Linked DNA regions of Mus musculus: region 2 is linked to region 1. The links are chromatin contacts, called in public Hi-C maps. All regions are on one chromosome and are shown on one strand. Each heading gives the region's core, a stretch centred on a gene start, on an enhancer-like site or on the middle of the called end of the contact. The rest is flanking DNA. Distances are from core to core; before and after follow the strand shown. Region 1 has its middle 22 kb from the start of Gm33317. Region 2 overlaps Mef2c (myocyte enhancer factor 2C).

Region 1 (6,850 bases), core at 2,689-5,188:
CAGAAAGTATTACAGTGGTCTTGTAGTTCTACTGGGTAGAAGTTTATTGACTTAAGAAAAATTAAGGAGTTAGTTAAGCCCTCAATGGACTAGCTGCATTTGTAATTTAAAGAGACAAGCAGGCTTGTTCAGGAAACTTTCCCTAGCATAGTTCACTTGCATCCCAGGCAGCTCTCTTTAAGGAAGCAGGTTATGGCTGTTCCAGCAGGCTGTGCATGGTGTTTTTCTTCTCTGTAAACTCAGGAGATTGGCATTACTCCGCAGTCGTGTCACAGCCCGCAGTCATTTAATGCCTCTTCTTGTGAGGCCAGGATTCCACGCCCAAGTGCATTTAGTAGGTCAGTACAGTAATTTTAAATGTCTTTCTTTCAATCTTTTGCCATCTTCAATTATACCTTTCCACCCTACCATTTGTGTAATTTTCTTCTGTCTGAAGTCTCTTTACTGTTGTTCTCTATTGCACAGCATGACAAATTACCCATCAAGCCATATCTTTTCAGCCCAGAAATGCGAAATAACACGGAGTCATGGCATTATCGCATGTTGTGCACTTTATTTCCTCACAGTTCATTCAAGTGTGTCACTTTATTTTCCTGGCTTCCTTTTGTCATCATGGAGATTAACCATTTTATCCTTCCTAAACTTTTGAAACAATTAGAATTTCATTAGAGTAGGAACAGGGAGTGAACACTTGCTCAGTCATATACAAGCTATACTTTTCACATTATCAGTGGCAAAATTAAAGCCATGAATCCTGCATCCTTTTTGAAGGAGAGACTTTAGGGCTTATTATACAGCTGAATAACCCTGGCTCTGGACGTGAGAATTATTTGAGACTGTGGCCACCAAGCACATTAACTGTAAGAAACTGTTTAGTCTGACGCTGAGTACCTGATTCCTAACTTCTCCTGGGAATTAGGAAACACTCAGGGACCCCTGTGTTCTGTACACACAATTTTTTCCCTCTTAGCTTCAGCCTAATACCAATAGTGTACAGTGTACAATGAGATACAATAGACATCGCAAGTGCGTGCTCCAAAATCAATTGGTATTGATGTTCTAATCAGCAAGGCTGCAGCTGGGATGTAGACACACCACTGGAAATGGTGATTAAGAATGTATTCAAAAGCATTTTAAAAACACCATGACATTTAGCAATCCTTTCAAATAGATTGCTCTTTTGCCAAGATAGTAAGTGAGTTGGGTAGCCAGTGGTAAATGTAGATTCTGCTACATTAATTTACAAGATACTTTATGGCAATATATTTTTGCATATGTCCTAACTTTTCTTTTAAATTATGTAAGGATCATGTATAAGTTATGTAAGTGTCAGGAGGAGACACTCACATAGAAGAACTGTGGGTAAACAAAAAGTCCACGGTGATTTTGCCACAATCACCGGAAAACCAGCCACACAGTGACTACAAGGAGAATATGAAAGAAAGGCCAGAGGAAGGAAGGCTGGGTACAGATCAGCTTAGCCTGAAAGCTCACTGGGTGAAGAGGTGGAGGGAAAAAAGAGAAAGGGGGGAAATAGAAAGGAAAGGGGGCAGGGAAGAATAGACAGAAAGGAGAAAGGAGTCAGAATCACTGGATAGCAATGAGGACTTTGAATAATCATGCTTGTAGAATTAGAATTTCCTACCTATTAGCAAGTAATTAGCTGAAAGTATTAGCAAGAGATTTTTTTTTTTGAAAAGCACAGGGAGAAAAAGAGGCTTAGGCATGTGTTTATAAGATTATGTGTAGCCGAGATTCATGTGTGTTCTCCCCACTAGCACATTTACAGTGTACTGAAAATATACCTACTGAAAGGTATAGACATGTTTTGTCAGCTTTTTTTTTTAAAAAAAATAATAAGCCAGCTATTTAAACCACGGTACAGAGATCTTTCTTTCTTATTTATATGTATCCATTAAACATAACTATACACTAATCTTAAACTACTCTAGGATAGCTAGAGGATGGGAGACCAAAGCTACAGAAGACAAGTGTCCTTAAGAAATAATCTGAGAAAAGGCAGGCTGCTGATACCTTGCCTAGGGTTTATCCAGGTCAACTGTCAGGCAGAGGAAGAAAAGACTGCAAGCATTTGACAATAGTTTTTTTTTTTTTCTTCTCGCCATAAACTACATCATATTTTCTTATACAGAGTTTTCACAAGTTTTGACAATTTTAATCTTTTGAAAAAAATGCAAAGAATTTTGAAGAATGAAAGAGGAATTAGGAACAAAAAGAAGAATGAAACGTCAGAGAACATCCTAAGCTTCAAACAACTTCTTCATGAATTTTCCACGTGAAACAAGCTGCAGTTCAAATGGGACAGGAATTATTTCAATACTTGTCTTAGGGAAAAATGAGTCTCAAAAGTAGACAAAGTGGCTCTGGAGTTCTGATCCCTGGGACTCTATCGTTCAGGTCAGCAGCAACTAGCCACATCAGGCTATTAAGTGCTGGAAATGTTCCTAGTCCTATTTGCAGTGTGCTGCAAGTGTGAAAACCACAGCAGATCTCAAAGATATAATGCAAATAAAAGGAATGTAAACTATGCCATTACTACATTTTAAAACTAATTACATTATGGATACGTTGGGTTAAATAAGATACTTTGCTGAAATTAATTTCATCTGCTTCCATTTACTTTTCAACATGGTTACCAGGAGAATTAAAATGACTTTTGCATTTTGCATTTAGAGGTTGCATTTGATTTATATAGCTACATGGAGTATGCCATCTCTTCTTTTTCAGAAAACAAGTAAATAAAAAGATCTTCAAAGGAAGATCTGTGTGCTAAAAGTTTGAAGCAAAGTATTTGAACATCCATGGTAAGGGTGCCTCTCCATTTTATTGATCATGTTCAATTCCATTAATAAAGCATCAATCCATACCAAACATTAACAGTAGAATTTATGAAGGTATTCTAGATGTTATGTGGAGCCGAGGTTTGAGATTCAGAGCAGAGCGTTCTCGAACTAGATCCTCATGGATAGAGAACTCTAAGACAGAGTCTTTTCATTAGACATTGGCAAGTCTGCTCTAGGAGCCACAAATGTGGTAGAAGTGAACCTGAGACGTTTTTGGCTGGATTCCTATTTGGTGTCAAGTATTCAAGGGCATTTTGTCATTTGCACAGAAGGAATATTTGTGGGCTGTGATATAAACATATTCAAAAGGACTCCACTCATGAGTTGAGACCTTTGGCTGAGGACATAGGAAGAAACCATATTAAGGAATAGTTGTATAAGAGAAGTATCTTAAAGTAGGAACCAGGACACAATGAAAAAGACACGCCTGAGAGTATCTGTGCTTCTCACTTGAAAGGAACATTGCTCAACAGCACTCATGTGCAGTAACTTAGGGATAATTTATTAAAGCCACTTCTATGAGCTCTATGGAAATACAACTCCATTCTTGGGGAAACAAATGAACCTATTATTTCACTGAGAACACCTCTCATTAGTACTACAGTTTTGACTCAGGAAATATTAATATTTCTATAGTAACAGCTTTGAAATTTAAAAAGCAACAAAGGAAACTTGAAAGATGAGTGTAATTTTTCAAGATTTGAGCCAAAATGTGGGGGGCACACATTTGTATGGTGTATGAAATGGATTTTTACTTGAAAAAAATTCTAGTTCTAGTAGAAATGTGTCAGTTTGAAATTAATAACTGTTTTCCTTCGGTGCAGCCTGTGTAAAGAAACCGCTCCACTTCGGCACAGTTTCCCTTCCTTCCCAGATACATGGAAATTCACGACTGTTGCTGACAAACAAAATACCACAAGATTTGTCATACAAATCACATTATAAGAGGTTCCAAAATCTTGACAACGTTGACAGTTGTTTTCAGCAAATGGCTGCTTTCCTCTGCACTGTCAATGTTGATGTCCTTCTGCACATGTAAAAGAGCAATGTGATTAAGGCAAGCTTGTCCACGCTCTATCTGAGCCAAGTTTCCCGTCTCCGCGAGGCACTGAGAGATTGCTCAGCTGTTGTAGATAAGGCAGGAATAGCTAGCAGATTTCTGCCATTTAAAAAAAAAAAAAAGAAACCCAACGTTCTTTGGGCATGCATTTCTGTAGGAATTCACCAACATCTGCTGCTGACCCAAAGTATCCTATAGAAGTAGCACATTTAATTTGTATAAGCAATTCACAATGACATTAGTCAAAATTCATCGCCTTACAAAAATGATGAGGTCTGCTCACCAAAAGAAGATAGGTTGAAGCTGATTAAGTGTTTATTCTTGAAGTTGTCATTGGAGCTTCGGGCCTCATAACTGTTTGGCCCATCCTAAATTTATTTTCTGTGCATTCTCTAAATTATATTTTACAAGAGAAACTTTTTAGAGAAAGAATAAAGAGCTATGAGATCTTGGTGATTCCACAGAAGGCCTACATTTCACACTTATCTTTTTTTTTTATAGGCTCTCTGAAACTGTTTGATTTTTGGAAGCTAATTTATTCTGGAAGAATTTTGTAGTTGAATTTTAGTGTGATTTAAAATTGTCATATGTGCCATCCTCAAAAGAACATGCAAGATTTAGGTATCTCTTGTTGTCAGGGTAACTTTGAGAATCTGTAATTTCTTTGATTTTTGGACAGTAGCTTGTCTACCATTTTATTTACCAGTGCTGATTTAGAGAATCTACTCTCTGTCTGTATTTGACTTTGTTTCTTTTGAAATATGAGCACAGTTCAGATAAAAATAAAGAACTCTAGTTATTCTGGAGAAGTTGAACCTGCCCCATGGTACAGCATGTGTTGCTTGATTCATCTATTCTCACTCACGGTCACCATCTAGTACAGCTGCATGCATTAACTGTCTGGCTTCTCTTTGAAAATCTTAAGCCACATTCTTGGGAACAGTTGCTTCGTGTTGGTTGAAATTCTCAGTGGCACTTTTTTCCATTCACAGGAGCCAACAGCCTCCAAAGCAGACACATAGTTTCCAAGAACTCAGGCATAGTTCATGATTCCTGAATTTCAAATATTTCTTGTAGGAATCGGAATACCATGTACAATGTCTAAAACCTTTGCACTGGGAATTATAAGAAAAGTGCACATTTATATTGTCAAGTCAGCATACCTGATTTTAAATATTTTCATTCTTATGTCTAGCAGAGGGACAGTTTGAAAACTCACTCATAAAAAATTAATCCAATGGCTGTGAGCAAGCAATTATTTAAAGACATTAGCTTTCAGAAACATCAGAAGGAAAGGGATTGTGAATGGAATTATTGTATGCTTTTACAGAACAGCTCTGTGTTGTCTCATCCAGATTCATAATTTCCTGTGCACCTTTAAGGTTTTCTAAAAATATAGCAATTGAAAGCTCGAATTTTAGGTCCCAAATTACTGCCTTTCAGATCCATTGAGACATCTCAAAAATGGGTCAAGGTAACAATGCATAATTGGTAAGTTAACAAAAGTAACTAATGGAAATAAAATGAGAGTCAATATAATTGTGATAACCTGTAACACCTGTCTTTTTCAATGTCAACCACACCACAAGGCTGCAAGAGCTATCATCTTTATTTTTATGTAGTTAGCAGAAGAGAAGGAAGAGATTTCACATATAGTGTTCAGATCTTCTGACTACAGCTACTGCTTTAAAAAATACATAGCATCTAATAACAAAGACTCAAAGTAAATTTAAAAACCAAACTCTATACCAGTAAAGGAGAGTATTCAGGCCTGAAAACATGCATAAACTCTCATTTTCTTACTAACTTTTATTTCACGAAAGTTCCTCAGATTTTAATTTTGTAAAGTATTATCAGGACCATATTGACAAGACTGTTGCAATGGAAATATATTTGAATTTGGGTGGTAATACTTAATTTACAATATTTGTGCTGTTCTAGGCTCCAATCTTTTTGTTGGTATTGTTTTCAATTCCAGAAGCACAAAATCTGCCAAAACCCTGACATTTCCTCCATCAGTATCTCCTTTGTGTCAATTCATTTGTTGATAGTATATGCCACTAAATACATATGTCAATAGTGATACACAAAAGCAGAGAGTGAGAAAATCAACTATTACTCATATATTTAATTTTAAAAGAAATGTGTCTCAGTGTATGTTTTAATAACCAAATTCCTCAATAAATATTTTGAATTTAATTGCTCCCACAATTACTCTTTATAACTGAGGATGGATAAGGTGTCCCTCATGGAGTTTTGTGAACATCAGAAATGTTATCTTGCAAACAGTTTAAAAAATAAGATTTCTCTGCAAGTCAAAATGACTCTGAGATTCATTCTTACTCTTGTCAGAATGGCTAAGATAAAAAAAACTCAAGTGAAAGCACATGCTGGCGAGGGAACACTCCTCCATTTCTAGTGGGAGTGCAAACTTGGGCAATATCTTTGGAAATAAATTAGAAGTTTCTTAGAAAACTGAGAATAATTCTATCTCAAGATCTAGCTATACCTGCCCTGGGCATCTACCTTAAAGATGCTCCACCATCTCATATATACATGTTCCACTATGTTCCCAGCAGCTTTTTTTTTTTCTCCCACAATAGCCAGAAACTGGAAACAATAGAAGAATTTATAAAGAAAATTTATACAAAGGAATACTTCTCAGCAATTAAAAACAAAGACATCATAGTCCTTGTAGGCAAATGAATGAAACTAGAAAATATCAACTTGAATGAGGTAACTCAGACCCAGAAAGACAAAGATGGTATGTACACACTTATAAGTGGAAAAAAGCCATAACGTTCAGCTACAGCCCACAGACTCAAAGAACCTAATTAACAAGGGGGACCTCAGGGAGGATGCTTGAATCTCACGTAGCCGGGGAATAAAATACACAAGGGGGGAGATTGAGGGGGAACTGAATGGA
Region 2 (6,897 bases), core at 3,878-6,377, 170 kb before region 1:
AGTTGGGTTACATAGGTAACTTGTCTATATAAATGAATTTAAAAGTAGTACAGACAATATGATGTGCCTTTAATGTCATGAGAAACATGAATTATCCTTCTATTTGTTTCAGTTCCCAATATCACTGGTCATGCAGGAGTTTCGCTGCATCTTGCTCCCCACAAAAGGTAGAGTATTAATTTGTTGATAACTCTTTTCCATGTCTGAAACCACTTAACTGGTGGTGGGATTTCACTTGACAGCACACATGTACACAAGCTTAGTCTGAGCTGGGTAGCTGTTGGAATTAAGTCTGCAGCACAGAACTCTATATGGTGTCTCCAGCTCGACTTCATTTCACTTTACTACAGCCCGCAGCATAGACTGGCTAATCTCTGCTATCAGAGGTACTTTCTTGCCAACAGAAGGCAGCTTTAATACTCCTTAACTGAACATATGCTAGCTTGTTCTTGGGAACAAAATATAGCCGTAGATAATTGTGAGACTACAGGTGTGAGTGACTGAGAAAGAGGTAGGAGGAGGGGCGGGGTCGGGCACTCGGGTAATTTGTCAGGCCCTCTGAGCTACTTCTAATCCACTATACAGGATTTTAAGCTGAGAAAACTTACCCTTCCTTCAAATTTCTCAGAGATAAAGTGTGAATAGTTTTATTTAAGTTCCTCTCACTCTGCACCCCAATCAAATCAGGTTTTCTTACTAGACTTATCTTTTCCCTATCTGTGAGGCAGAGGCTCATTACATATACCAGTCTGGCCTCAAACGTTTAATCCTCCTGTCTCAGCTTCCTAAGTGCTGAGATGATAGGTATGCATATAGCACTCAATTCAATCCTTTTTTTTTTTTAAAAAAAGATCGATTTGTTTTTATTTATGTGTATATGCGTATATGTCTGTGTGAGCATATGTGTGCAGGTGCCTGAGGAGGTCAGGAGAAGGTGTTAGATTCTCCAGAGCTACAGTTACAGGCATTTGTGAAGCACCTGACATGGCTGCTGAGGTTTCTGCCTAACTAGTAAACACTTTTAGTTGCTGAGACACCACCTGCTCAGGCAACGCAGTCCTGGCTGGCCTGGTACTTACTATATAAGGCACTAGCTTGGGACCCCACCAGTCCTTGAGACTAACCTTTTAAGAATAACATTTATTCCATGCCTCCTCCACCCCCAACTCCATTCTCAGTATGGATTGAGTCCTGTCATCAACAACAAGAAAATGTCCCTTTTCTGGAAAATATTGTCCAGAAAGCAGGTTGTCCTTTTCTAGACAGCAATAAAAACAAAACAAAACAAAACAAAACAAAACAAAACAAAACAAAACAAAACAAAACAAAACAAAACCACCTAAAAGTCAAGGGTTGTTCCTCTAAAATGTCGAGTTCCCCTCCAGGCATGTCTCTTTCTACACAAAATTAACATTGCTTCTCATCTAAACTCACCGGATAAAATGCATGCTACATAGTTTAGAAAGCCTAGCTTTGAAGGCAGTGCTTTTAAAGGACAAAGTGCGCTTGTCTTTCGCAGACAAAGAAGAGTTCTATTCTACTCTTGCAATCTGGAGAGAGAATTACAGTAGCCATTTTAGGCTTCTGGGAGGACCGACTTTAGTGGAGCTAAACATCTCTCCCCTTCTTTGCTTAAACTACAGTTCCTATCCAGAGGACGGGCACTCAGCGCAGGTCCGTGAGGTGGTTTGACTTGAGAAACATATTCAGTCCCTTTCACGGTAACTGATCCATTCTCTCATAAACTAAAGCAGTTTATGTACTTTATTTTACAGAAACATTAGAACGTGGGGGCTTTCTACAAAACAGTTTGTAAGGGGATGAGACAGCTTGTCTGAATACACCTTTCAAGAAGCCACCGTGAGAGAGAACTAGGGAGAACATGTATGGTGACAGAAGAGGTGGGTGGTGTTAACAGTGCTTTCCTTCTGAGATGTAGGGATGTGATGAAGATCAAGTGCACACCGTACACTAAACTCAAACTATGCACACGATGGTTGGCTCTGAAAGAAATGGTAGGAATGGAGTCCTCAGCTACTTCAATTCTAGTTTCTTCTAGTCGGGGTCTCCACTCACTCCCTTTTCATTTAAGCCTTGTAGAAATTATGTTTCCTGCTTGTGATAGGTTTTTAAATTGTGGGTATAGTCAAAATAACAGATATGTGTATAACCTCATAACTAAAAATGATCTGGTGTTACAAGCAAAAGAAAAGTGGCATTCTAATGAAATGGCGTGGGACTTAAATGTTTATTGTGAATTTGTTTATTCTGTGTATGTGAGTGCAAGTACATGAACACCTATAGTAACCGATCCTCTCCTTCCACCATGTGGATCCCAGCAATCCAAGTCAGGTAGGTTGTCATAGTTATTAAGTGAGGTTTGGTGACAAGCAGCGTTAGCCCTTGAGCCACCTGGATGGTGTGATTATAGGGCTTTTTGATATGGATAATGTCTTTCAGGGGGATGGAATTTAGTGCTATGACAGATGAATTTTGTGAAAAATGAGAAATGAACAATTCCTTTTCTTACTGACAAGAAGTAGGTCAGTATAATATTGTGACTACGTATGTAAACTCCTGTGGATAGTATTACGAACTTGGTGGCAATTTCCAGAAAATAAAAAGTTATTGCAGCCAGAATCTACTTACATAATTAGCACTGGAGGGAAAGTTTAAATGTCTTAAAAAGAGAAACTCATTGTATAAAATGTAAAATGTAAAATATGTTAAAAGCCTTGATACATCTTCAATGTCAACACTCTTTCAAGAAAGCACAACCATGATGCCATGTGGATTTGCTTCATTGCACACACAGAAGGCTAGGTTTTCCATGGCAGTGAGTAGTCAATGGGGTGGCCGTGGCAAGTGCTGACTGCTGAATGGTATCTCAGAACTCTGGTCTATGTTCTGTCCATACCAAATGATGTTCAGTGGGAGAGGGGAGACAAAGGGGCAAGAACAGCGAGTTGTAGTAATGATTAGTGATGCTTGTTTGCATCACTACCTCCCTAGGCATACAGATACAAGACTAGTTAGTTAATTGGTAACTAAAGTGGCTTAGTAGAAAACTGAAAGTGGGGAGAGCACGTAGGATGTTGGTAAAATATGATAATTTATCTTGAAGTAGTTATATTCCATTTTCTTTTGAGGATTAGCTGAGTTCTGGAATTATTAGTTCAAATTAAAGTGAGGTGTCTGGTATCACTCTTATATGAAGGGGTGCAAATTGTAGATTCAGGGCATTTCTGAAAACCGCTCTATAGATAAACGACAGAAGTCATCTATGACAAAGATATACCTCAAAGCAACCACAAGGGGGCAGAAAGATACATACTTTGACCAGAAAACAACAAAAGTTATTTTTATGCCCAATATTCAGTAATTAGTACTGCATGTGCTAATTAGTATTTGTGCATATATTTTAACACAATGGCTATAACTAGACAACCTATGCTATTATATATGTTACACACATTTAACGCCCGAATAGAAATTCAACACTTGATTCTATGTACAGTAGACTCATATTAGAGGAAATCATGTAGTTTGTACTAAATGAGAACCTCAGCTCAAAAATGTAAAAAAAAAAAAAAAAAAAAAAAAAAAAAAAAAAAAACTATAAATACTTTCAATTTCCCATAAAAACTTCAGAAACCTCACCCAAACCTCCACTACTGACAGAAGGAGGAGGAAACAGACCCTAGAGTATTAAGGAAAGGCTATATATAAAGAATGTGCCTAACTGTTAGCACTCGCCCTTCACCAACAAACACGGGAAGGAATATTTAAGCTACTTGAAATATGTGATCAGAAAGTGGCTTTCCCAGCAATCAAATGTTATGCCCTTTAATGGACATGAAAGCGCATTGTTGAAGACAGACTTCTATCATGTAAAAGATACAGTCTCTGATTATGAAATAAAGACATAACTATTGCTTACCCCAACTGACTGAGGGCAGATGGCGGCATGTTATGTAGGTGCTGCTGCTGCCAGCCAGTTACAGAGCCGAGGTGGAGCGCACTGGCAGTGTTGAAGCCAGACAGAGATGACAGATCTGCGCTACTCAGAGAGTACTCTAGATGGGAGCGAAGGAGCGGCAAGGAGAGAGAGAGAGAGAGAGACAATTAGACTGTCAAATGGTAAGCAAAATCACACAGTTTCAACCTCTAAAACATACTTTGAATCAAAGTTTTTTGATTTAGGAAAAGAAGAAAATAAAACACCACGGATAATTTGAATTTAAAAAGAAAAAAAAAATATTATCCATCTGAGTAAGGATGTCACACTAGATCCACAGTAATAGATCCTGAAATGTTAGCACATTATACTAGCTTTGTTTAAAAGTGTAAAGGATCTATATATTTTATGATCTAGAAATAGGTTTTACATTAAAAATCTTCAAGAAAGTGAGTGTTCTACTACATTAAAGAGACAGTAGCTCAGTTTCTTTGAAATATTGAATTCGATTTGAGTAAATAAAACTTCCCATCACTTAAAAAGGAGCACTGTAGATCACTGAGTAAGACAGAGGTGCTTGTACCATGCATTCTGGACACAGGCCCCACACGAGCTCCCAACAGGGCAAAGAAAATAACTTTTAAAATATGCTTTTTAAAGTGTTTACTGTAATATTTGCACATAGCAAAGCTACTCACCAGTACCATATGTTGTTGAAATGGCTGATGGATATCCTCCCATTCCTTGTCCTGGTAAAGTAGGAGTTGCTACGGAAACCACCGGGGTAGCCAATGACTGAGCCGACTGGGAGTTATTTATCCTTTGATTCTTTTAAAGTAAATAAAAAGACATTATTGGTGGCAGATTTTAAAAAGTTAAAAATATTAGGTCTCACTATTAGTTTTTCACATAAAGAAATAAGTTGGTACAAAGCTCATGAAATTAATCATTTAACATGTGTCTCTATGAACTCTGCCAACCCTATCATTTACAATCCTTCAAGAGACCAGCTGTTGCCATAGTAACCCATTACATCAGTATCTCCTAGGCAACTGAACTAGTAACAAGTACCATAGCTTTATTATGGGTAAAAACAGACTACGTTGAGAACTGATGAAATATGTATACTGTACTGCTATTGTTTCAGTTTTATTCAAATGCAAATTAAAAAATTAAAATCAACCATAGTGGGTTTTGTGATCAGTTCTATGTACAGCAGAGCTGATAGATATGATTCAGGCTATGTTATGGCCAGCAGGTGGCGCTATGACCACTTTCTTCTGCTTCGACTTCCTTGCAAAAGGATGGCAAAGTAGCTAATGCCAGTATTTAACTCCTAATAGCCAGGAGGTAAAGGATGCTTACGCTCAAAATCCTGGTATTTTAAATTTTGAAAGAATAAGTGTCTTACTATTTAATAGCTAAAGATGCATTTTTGTGTTTCTATTTTAGAGTAAGTTCAGTCTTAATATTTAAAACATGGTCTTTAGGTAAAAGGTGGGGACAGAGGAAAAAGGCCTACAAAAACCAGCTATGCTTTCCACAGGCTGTCAATGATCCTAGAAATTAATGGTGTTTAAGCATAATCAGTACCCTCATTTATTGAGGTAAGTTTTAAAATCTTTCTGTTTGATCACAGCTAGCACCTTTCACTGAGGTAGTTCTGTTATCTTCCCGAGCATGCCCTTCAAGGGACGAGTCCTTCCCACTTACCAACAGCAGATCCACATCCTCAGACTGAGAGCATGGGGAAGGAGGGAAGGAGTTTATTAATTAGTGTCTGTAAATATTTATAACTGTGAAAATCTTTCTAGCAAAAGGAGATGCATCTTCTGATAGACGCAACAGTTTAAACAGCTTGGCACACGGGATGCCAAAGACAACTCCTTAACAAAGACATTCTTTGTTTCTCTTAGTGAGGTGTTCCTTGTCTCAAACCTGAAGACTGTCTATCTTGTTTGCAGCACAGGTCATTGTCTCTCTGTTTACTGTTGTGCCCCATACTTTGATAAAAAGATAATAGGAATCTACTTTAAACCCTACTTGCTAGAGGAAAAGGGAGTCATACATGACGAGAGTGAGAGCGAGAGAGAGAGAGAGCGAGAGAGAGAGAGAGAGAGAGAGAGAGAGAGAGAGAGAGAGAGAGAGAGAGAGAGAAAGAGAGAGAAGAGAGAGAGAAAGGGGGGGCTGATCCATGGGAATGTGTCAGTTTTAAGGGATATGGGATAAATGTGATGAGAGACACTGTGTGCCCTGCCTGACCCACACTCACAGCATCACTGTGGGAGGTTTTATTTCTTAGACTCAGGCTTTTCTAAAGGAAATGTCACATGTTATTTGATTTTAGCTAAATGCACAAAATGAATATATAATAAACAATCAGTTCACAGGACTATTTCACTCCTAGGCATGGCACAGAACAGAGAATTCTAAAACAAAGCAAAACAGAAGGAAATGTTTGTGGGGTAATTTAAATCTATCTGCTAAGTCTTTGCTATATATGTTCTCATTGTTAAGTTTTGCTGATTTGGAGAACACTCTGTCATCTATTGATCTATCTATCTATCTATCTATCTATCTATCTATCTATCTATCTTCTATCATTGTACCTACCTACTACCTATCTTTGTTTTTGGGCTTGATACCACAATATTCTTTTCATCTTATGCACAAGTCTCAGAGCAAGAAAATGATACAGCATGAGATTTTATATATGCTTAAGTTTACATTTCATATGTCTATATTTTCACTTAAAAGCTTCTACTACTTATTTTGGTTTAAAATGTAACATTGGTTCTCAAAATTTCTTGGGTTCTGAGAGTTAGATATTTTCATAAACTACAATAGGCAAAGATTAACTGAGACAATGCAAAGGCATATGATATATTAGATATTAAAGAAGTGATATGTAAGAAAGTATTCCCAATTAATGTAAGAAA

The links. Hi-C and Micro-C count contacts between places; a contact is called where the count stands out from the background.
Region 2: a Hi-C map of forebrain shows a contact between it and region 1, with 2.5 times the contacts expected there. The contact joins two enhancer-like sites. A contact is called at or near these places in 3 of 484 Hi-C or Micro-C datasets (embryonic stem cells and forebrain), 1 of 115 datasets of contacts at active chromatin or transcription factors (large pre-B cells) and 3 of 9 other capture datasets (adipose tissue, embryonic stem cells and liver).

Annotation. Positions count from the first base shown.
Region 1 is chr13:83,478,574-83,485,423 of GRCm38.p6, reverse strand. No RefSeq gene overlaps it. Among named protein-coding and RNA genes, the nearest start is that of Gm33317, 22 kb to the left of the region's middle. Within about 2 kb of position 3,938, at least 12 of the 459 cell types and tissues checked have an H3K27ac peak or open chromatin away from gene starts, as enhancers often do. A contact at or near this core is called in forebrain, where this site is marked.
Region 2 is chr13:83,653,396-83,660,292 of GRCm38.p6, reverse strand. It overlaps Mef2c (myocyte enhancer factor 2C), which reads right to left. Exons shown (of 11, transcript NM_001347575.1): 8 at 5,672-5,695; 9 at 4,657-4,786; 10 at 3,941-4,076. Gm52044 (a long non-coding RNA gene) reads left to right here. Exons shown (of 3, transcript XR_003950630.1): 2 at 113-167; 3 at 1,776-6,897. Among named protein-coding and RNA genes, the nearest start is that of Gm52044, 5.5 kb to the left of the region's middle. Within about 2 kb of position 5,127, at least 40 of the 459 cell types and tissues checked have an H3K27ac peak or open chromatin away from gene starts, as enhancers often do. A contact at or near this core is called in forebrain, where this site is marked.